Linked DNA regions of Drosophila melanogaster: region 1 is linked to region 2. A link is a contact called in public Hi-C data. All regions are on one chromosome and are shown on one strand. The core of a region is the stretch at or near the end of the contact, and the rest is flanking DNA. Distances in the headings are between cores, read along the strand shown. Region 1 holds the start of skd (skuld). Region 2 holds the start of fng (fringe).

Region 1 (4,025 bases), core at 1,206-3,705, 78 kb before region 2:
AAGATCCTGCATGGCCAGAATGATGTTCTCCAGAGCCTGTCGAGCGTCCGTCGCCGGGAAATGTTGCAGAACGGCCAGGGCAGCGGCTGTGTGCTTCCGCTGCAGTTCCTTGGTTTTGGCCAAAGCCGGCCCGGCCAGAATGGCCTTGTGGATCTTGTCGTAGTCGATGTTATCGACCGACTGCTTGCCAGCCTCCAATTGAGAATACATGCCAGGGTCGTGCTCCAAGTGGAATAGGACTGGAGCACTAACCAGACTGAAAGTAACATCTAGCGGCAGTTGGGGGCACTGAAAAGGTTCGGCATCCAAGCAAGCCTGCCAAGCGAGCGCCAAATGTTTGCCAAAGCGGTAAGCATGTCGCTGCAGTTCCTCACTCTGTCCGGCCAGCTTTAGCGAAGCTTGGCAGGATTTGCCCAGCAGGCTACCCGCATTAAGGATATTACGGCACTCCCATTCCTCCTCCGGATTGCCGAGAACCTGGGCAATCGGCATTGGCGTCATCACGTCGTGCTCGTTGAAATCCACTCCAACGCTGAGAGATGGTCGCTGGAAGGTTCCTGGCTTATAAGGCAGCGGGTTGTTCTGTTCATCACGCTCTCCAATGAATTCCGACTCGGAAAAATCTCGCACCGCCGACGAGATCAGCTCCACCACCTCCTGGTTGCGCAGATTAGCCAGCTCCGCACTGGAATGGCCCAGAAGATAGTCGCCGGTCAGCAGGCCGATCTTGTTGCCAAACGACATGTCGTCGTAGGTGTCCACATCCTGCCCAGCCTGCGTGCTCGATTGCAGATTAACCACGCTCTAAAATGGGACCAAGTGTAAATATTTTTATAATCTATGAGGCATCAGCTCGACCAATGACATATTGATGTTCGTTTCTTGAGTTTCGTCAACTAAATTTGAGGAAAGTTAAACTCATTTGCATACAAACCACTTTCAGTTTACGAGTAACTTTCGAATGCATTTGATCAAAAACTTACATTGTGCACCAGATGAGATATCCGTATCATCTCGGTGACCTCGGCCAAAGCCCTTTGGGAGTGCAGCACTCCGGCACTCTTGTCCTGCTCCACGTCTGGAACACTGGGTGCATGTCCTGCGGCCTTGGACACCAGGAGCACTATCAATCCCCAGGCTTGCATCGTGTTCTTGCCATTGTAGAGCAGGTGCCTGAAGCGGAAGATTCACATAAATTTCAACGCCCTATAAGCCCTTCAGCACCACTCACTTGGCCGTCTTCATCAGCGGATGGGCGCTGCCCACCAGTTTGCGCAGGTGCAGCGCCACATTGGCGATCTCGTCGCTGAGCAGCCAGCGCAGACTGAGGAAGGATGTGGGATAGCCGACGATGCGCTCCGCCTCGCTGACCGCCCTATTCCAGTCGTGTCTCGGGGGCGGGGTCGTAACCTGTGGACTGGCATGCTTTCCACTGGTCGTCGTCGTCGAAGTCCAGCGCTGAGAAGTGAAAGTTTGCAGCGCAGGCGCAGCTTTGGCCACTTGGAGTGGCTGCAGTTCGACGGGAATCCTGCGTCGCATCTGTTGCATAATCCTTAACCCACTGGCGCGGTACATGGCCATTTTCTAGTTATTTTCGCCTACAACACGACTATTTTTTTCAATTGCTTGTATGAAAATCGCGTTTCTTAGCTCCGCTCAGTTAAATCGTTCGTCGAAAAGTGAAATCTTCGAGGTCCGTCGCTGCTTGCGTCTCTGCCGACGTCGCTGTCGGCGTCACCTGCTGCCTACGCTGCTTCTTCTTCTTCCCGGGCGGCCCACTTTTACAGTTGGTCGCTGCTCCGCTCTCAGGTGGCCGCCAAGCGTTCTGTTTGTTTTTATTGCCCCACGCAGTGTCATGGAATTCCGAGGAGGCGGCGCAGGGGGTGTGTAACGGCGGTCTTGAGCGGGAACAGGTTTTCGCACGGCAGCGCCGCTTCGGTGCACACTTTTTGGCCATGGGGAGTACGGTCACTCTTAGGGATGGGAACACAAGTGGCTGGTGTTAGCGATGCAATTGGATGCTAGTGGTGACAAAACACTTATTTGTTTCCATTTTAATAGATTACAAATTCTTCTATTGTACAATTTATTATAGTTTGTATTCACCTTTAAAAAAATTTGTTTTAAGAAGGATCAAACAATCAGTTGACGGAATTGATTCAAACAGAATAAAAATATCTTTTATTTTACACTTCATTCCAATCACTTTACGCATTCGCACCACTTAAACCATTTCATTAAAAGGTTTCTATAACCGTTATTAAATTAAATTTAAGAGATCCTTTATTTATTTATATATAAGATGTGTAATACCTTTGAAGACATAGAACAAATAATTTAAAAAATATACCATTCTAAATTAAGAAGTATTAATTTGTTGTATATTTTGAACTTCCCATTGTGAAGACTTAGTGTTCTGTGGTATTTATTAGTGCTTTTGTGCCACCTCTTTAGTAGTTTTCTGTCTGTGCTAGCTGGCAACACTGGCTCTGCCGCCGACGGCAAGTTTTCCCTCATATTTGTTGCGAATTGTTATAAAAATCGATCGCAGATTTTTCCGTATGCGAATGCGATAGATAAAGTGGCACAAAATGTAAAGATTCAAGACAAGTTTACATCGGTAGTCGGAAAGAACATCAAAAACGGCGATTAAAACGTAGAAAAGTGATCAAAAATGCAAATGCAAAAGCGATTGCCCGAGAAGTGAGAGGGTGTGCGTGTGTGCTGTATGCGTGTATGCGTGCAAGAGGTGCAGCAAATTAAATATAAATAATAATGCCCAAGTGCCGTTGTTTGACAAATAATTGTGGCGCAAAATCATTAAATGATTTTCAAGACGTGTTTAAGCATTGGCAGCGGAAATGTTTAATGGTTTTTAATTGCTCTAGCGGTCGCTGCCCCGGCGGTGTGCCTATGTAGTGTGTGTGTGATTGAAAGAAAGAGGTGGAAAAGGAGGAGAGTGTAAGAAAGAGGAATATGCAACAACTGTGCGATTTTAGTTATCGATGGCATTTTTTTCCGGCTATTTCGAGTGGCCGAAAGTAAAAATCAGAAAATTTGATGTGTACACACACATTACTGCCCAGAAACAGAGAAAACGGTGCGAAAGGAAAACTACGAAAGTGGTTGCTCTGCCATGTAGGTGTATGGTTGATGCGTGTGTGTGTGAGAGGAATGCTGCTGCCCGTCTATGTATCACGTTTCGCACTCTACATATTTGCGTGCGTGTGTGTGCTATGTAGTGTTGTATAGTGCATAATTTATGGAATTTCGGATTTCCTTCGAGTTTCGTTTTAGTTTGAGATTTTTCCCTTAATTTAATCGATCTATGTGCTCGGTCTCTCTCTGTCTGCCTCTCGCTCAAAATGGTTGCATCCCCAAGAGATGCACAAAGAGCGAGCGAGAGCGAGATAAACAGACGCCGACGCCACTAACGCACACGCACACCAATGCATATGCAGTTAGCTGGTAAAACTTGTTTTCTCCCTCTCTCCTCTCTCTCACTCTCTGCTCAGCAAAAAGAGCAAAAGCCGCTATTCGAATTCGGCCGCTACTCGCCCTCTTCTGCTCTCTCGCCACTCGCCGCTGGTACAACTACACTACATACTGGCTATATACCATATATATGGCCGATTCAAAGCTAGGCGAGCAAAATTTCCATTGTGTGTGGCGACCAGCGTTCGCAGTCGGTTCGAAAATTTCTGACTCGTCATTCGTGCGCAAAAAACACTAAATACAACGCAAGAAATTCAAGCCTGAGTAATAGATTAAATATTAATAAATATTTTGAGCTACTGTTGTTTTTCGAAACCAAAAAATAGTCGCAGCTTCGAGTTTTGTGTGTTCACAGTACGTGCGAGTGCATGTGTTGGTGTTTTCCTTGATTACTCATCTTGATTTGCGCTCTATAAATGTGTAGTTCTTTTTGATTAAACATAAATTGGTTGGGTTTGAATTCGAATACAGCCGAAAACTCTTACCTATTTTATTTTGTCTACATCAACGATTAACGAAAATCCAACGAC
Region 2 (3,652 bases), core at 1-2,500:
GCAATTCAGGCGAAAGGCGCACAAAGGGACAGCGAACAAGATGCCGAGTTGCTGATTGTGCGGGCAGCGCAGTCGACGCGGGCAGAGGTGTCCGCAAAAGCTTTTGTCGCCGCCACAAACATGGAATATGACAAGCTGGTGAGGAGTAGGATGGGATTCGGATTGGGATGGAATGGGATCGAGCTGAATGGGCTGAGAGCAGCAAGAGGAGGAGGAACGGGAAGATACTGCTGGATGGTGCCTGGCATGCAAAGCATTGTCAAGTGGGGAGCAGGCCAAGTGCTACACAAAAACCGAGCGACAAAGAAACGTCGCAGAACGCTGCCGACGCACGTGAGATGTGGATGCATTTGATGCACGGAGCGAGAAAGGGATGTAGAAATTAGTAGTTTGAAATTATTGTAAAAGAATTCTTCTGTTTGTATTTTTTAGTTAAATTAATTACTTATCCATAAATACACTGTCTAACTATTTCTAAGCCACTTAAAGGTATAATATAATCTGAAAAGACCTCTCTATTTGAAATAAAATTTCAATGGTAAATAGAGGAGCGGCTCTTGAATGTTTAAATAAAGTTTAATGCTTGCACTTTTTGTTCCAAGTGCATGATTTAAGAGTGTGTAGGCTTCCCTGTGTGGGCAGGGTAGGGAAGCCAGGCGAAAGAGCGATGGAGAGAGCGAGAGACAATGGCGACAATAAAAATGCGATCGCACAACATGCTCCACAGATAAGTTAACGCAAAGTGACAACGTACAACTTTTAATGGAATTGTCGTCGCCGACGGTGGGCGGTGGGGCGTGGCAGGGTAGTCAGGAGGGGAGTGGGGGTATATATGACATAGCCAAGAAGTCACCGCATTTGGAGCGCTGCCAAGTCAGTTGAACTATGTTTACTTTAAGGATACGGCCGCCACCTGGAAAAGGGACCTTCAAAGGCTGCCTTACACGATTCCGAATCCCCGATTCCGATCAGAAGTGGGCTGAGTGGGGGTCGACACACGAGCACATGAAAATTGCCTTCGGCAGCTACTGTGGCACAAGCTAAAGAGAGAGGATGAGAGCGAGCGCGATCGAAGAGAGAGCGCCAGCTGCTCCCATTGGAGCAGCTAACGTTTCCAATTGGACCAGCTCAAAGGGAATTCTCTCTCTCTCTTTCTCTCTCGCTACTCTCACCGCTTACTGGTCTTTCTGGTTTTTGTTTTGTTTACGATTTTCGCTGGAAGAAGAGAAGAGTAGATCGCGCTACCACAATCAGTTGCTTTTCAAGCTTGCCACAAGCAAGACGTCAGTGCGCGCGTGCTGCGATATCGAAATCGAAATAAACTTAAAAGATATCGTAATTTCAGAAATCGAGCAGAATTCATACGATCCAGGAAAAGAACCAGCTAATATTGGAATATAAAACCTACCCAGTGATCAAATCGGCGGTGCTTCAATGTGCGCGTAGTGGTCCGTAACCGTATGATGAGCCTGACTGTGCTCTCGCCACCGCAACGTTTTAAGCGAATCCTGCAAGCCATGATGTTAGCCGTCGCCGTCGTCTATATGACCCTACTGCTCTACCAGAGCGCCTACGGATATCCGGGCATCCAAGTGAGTTGCGAGTTCGAGTGGGCGACATAATCCAGCTTGCGTGGGTGTTGTTAGCGCTGCGAAACTGTCAAACGTGTGTGCTCCGCACTGATCTGCATAAGTTGCAAAGCTGCAAAGGCCAGGCAATTTGCATTATCCCCCTTTGATTCCGATCCCGATCGACGTCGACTCGTGCACTTTCATAAATCAACGCCGGCGACTTGAGTTTTGCAGCTGCGGCTTTGGCCGTTAAAAAAACCTTTTACGCCCTTGCCTTGCATATAAAACAGTTTCGGTGCTTGGCTTTTTGCGCTTTTATACCCTAATAGGGGGTATCATAATTGAACACAAATTTCGGCGAGGAAGCGTTTTAAAAGGATATACCCTACGATTGGTGATTGGATGGGGATCGGTATCACGGGGAATTCATTTGGAACTAAGGACTTGATTGCTTTAGAAATTGTGCAGAAGTTTATGTAGAGGTAGTGCCTAGCTTAGTGGTTTGTTTCAAAAATGGAAATATGATCCTGAATTTATTTGTTTTTTTTTTTTACAATTAAGCTTATATTTGATTGATTTAAGGACAAGAGAATGTAATTCTGTTAAAGTTGATGTTCAAAGATCGGCTCGCATTATCGAGACATTATTAAAATCCTAAAATCATACCATTAGGCACTTGGAATATATTTTTGAAAATCACCAATACTTTCCAATTCCCACAAGAGTATTCCCAGTTTCGATTACCGAAGATCCAGTCAACCGTTCCTGAATTTCTTGGTTTGCCGTCGGCAGAGCGTCGCCAAAGCTTTCAGTTGCCTGATTCCAGGGCCTGTCAGGGTTCTGAGCCCTGTCTGCTCTGCCCATTTATTATTGTTCTCTTCTTACTCTTGATTTTTGCATAAATTTTTGTGTAATAAAATATTGTGTGCTAATATTACCAAGGTGTGCGCTGCGAGGGGGGATCTCATGGAGGTGAATCTCAATGGACTCGTCCAGTGGAAAACCTTGTCAGTTGCATCACAGATAACAAATAGTTGAGGTCCGTGGGAATGGCCTTAGTTAGCCTCCTATTGCATTGCAAACACTTTTTGGCAGGGTTTTATGCGAACAGGCTATTTTTAGAACCCTTGAAATTCGAACTATGTGTCCACCTTCTAGGATTATCATATTTTAAAAACTTTAAATGAAACGACGCCATAAGAAAATAGTGCACATATTTTTAATCAGTTGCATATACAGATTCCTCAAAGTTTTCTTCCAACATTTCTTTATATAGTTCGATTTTTGTTAAATGAACCCTACTGCTGTAGTTATACCTTCAACTGTTACAGCTCCCTAACTAAGGCTTACAAATTTCATAATATTAGTGATTCGAGCCGCTGGCAATAGAGTTAAGAGCTCATAATTGAATCAGCTGCAGCATCCTCAAAAATATCCATGTAATCCCCTTGCCCTTCACCACCTTCCGGCTTCTCAATTTGCAACTCAATTGCCCAACTTCGAGGCTTCGAGGCGAGTTTGTGGAGGCTCCCCTGTAATGTTTTCGCATGCTGCTGCTAGTGTAATTAAAAACTTTATGTTGTTTTAATTCGGACAATGCTGTTGACGTTGTGGCTCTTCCAGTTGCTCTACTCTTTTTTTTATTTTTGTGTTCTGGGGCTAACCGGAAACTTGGCAGGAATTAGTGCTACACACACATCGCACTACTAAATACTGAGCCGGATAAAAAACTGTCGACAACTGCTGTACTGTTGTTTGTCTTTTCAATTGAAGTTCTGTTCCATCGGAGGTCTGTGACTTGTCCCAGTTTAAAAACTGCATGCCGCGTACAATTTGCTTAATTCTTTTCGTACTTCGTATATGAGTGTTCTCTTTTTGTTCCTAAATGTTGCGCAAAAAGTGCTGCTTGTTGACTTGACATGACTTGGCTTGGCTCGATTCTTCGAACTGTTGAACAGCTAAACAGTCGACTGGACACATACTCGCGCTAAACTGGGCTTGGCATTCGCCTGATAAAGCAATAATTTCGAAATCGGGCGGGGGCGGGGCGGGGGTATTGTCATGGGGGTCTCCATCAGCCC

The links. Hi-C and Micro-C count contacts between places; a contact is called where the count stands out from the background.
Region 1: a Hi-C map of the S2 cell line shows a contact between it and region 2, with 5 times the contacts expected there. A contact is called at or near these places in 22 of 107 Hi-C or Micro-C datasets (the D17-c3 cell line, the Kc167 cell line, the ML-DmBG3-c2 cell line and 7 more) and 5 of 7 datasets of targeted methods (the Kc167 cell line and the S2 cell line).

The regions. Positions count from the first base shown.
Region 1 is chr3L:21,025,864-21,029,888 of dm6, reverse strand. skd (skuld) reads left to right here and starts at 2,455. Exons shown (of 13, transcript NM_168879.3): 1 at 2,455-2,593. Pdss2 (Decaprenyl diphosphate synthase subunit 2) reads right to left here and starts at 1,974. Exons shown (of 3, transcript NM_141020.4): 1 at 1,232-1,974; 2 at 984-1,173; 3 at 1-804. The coding sequence starts at 1,581. It also overlaps asRNA:CR45801.
Region 2 is chr3L:20,947,110-20,950,761 of dm6, reverse strand. fng (fringe) reads left to right here and starts at 1,250. Exons shown (of 7, transcript NM_079467.3): 1 at 1,250-1,592. The coding sequence starts at 1,461. It overlaps lncRNA:CR45243 (long non-coding RNA:CR45243), which reads left to right. Exons shown (of 1, transcript NR_125030.1): 1 at 1-403.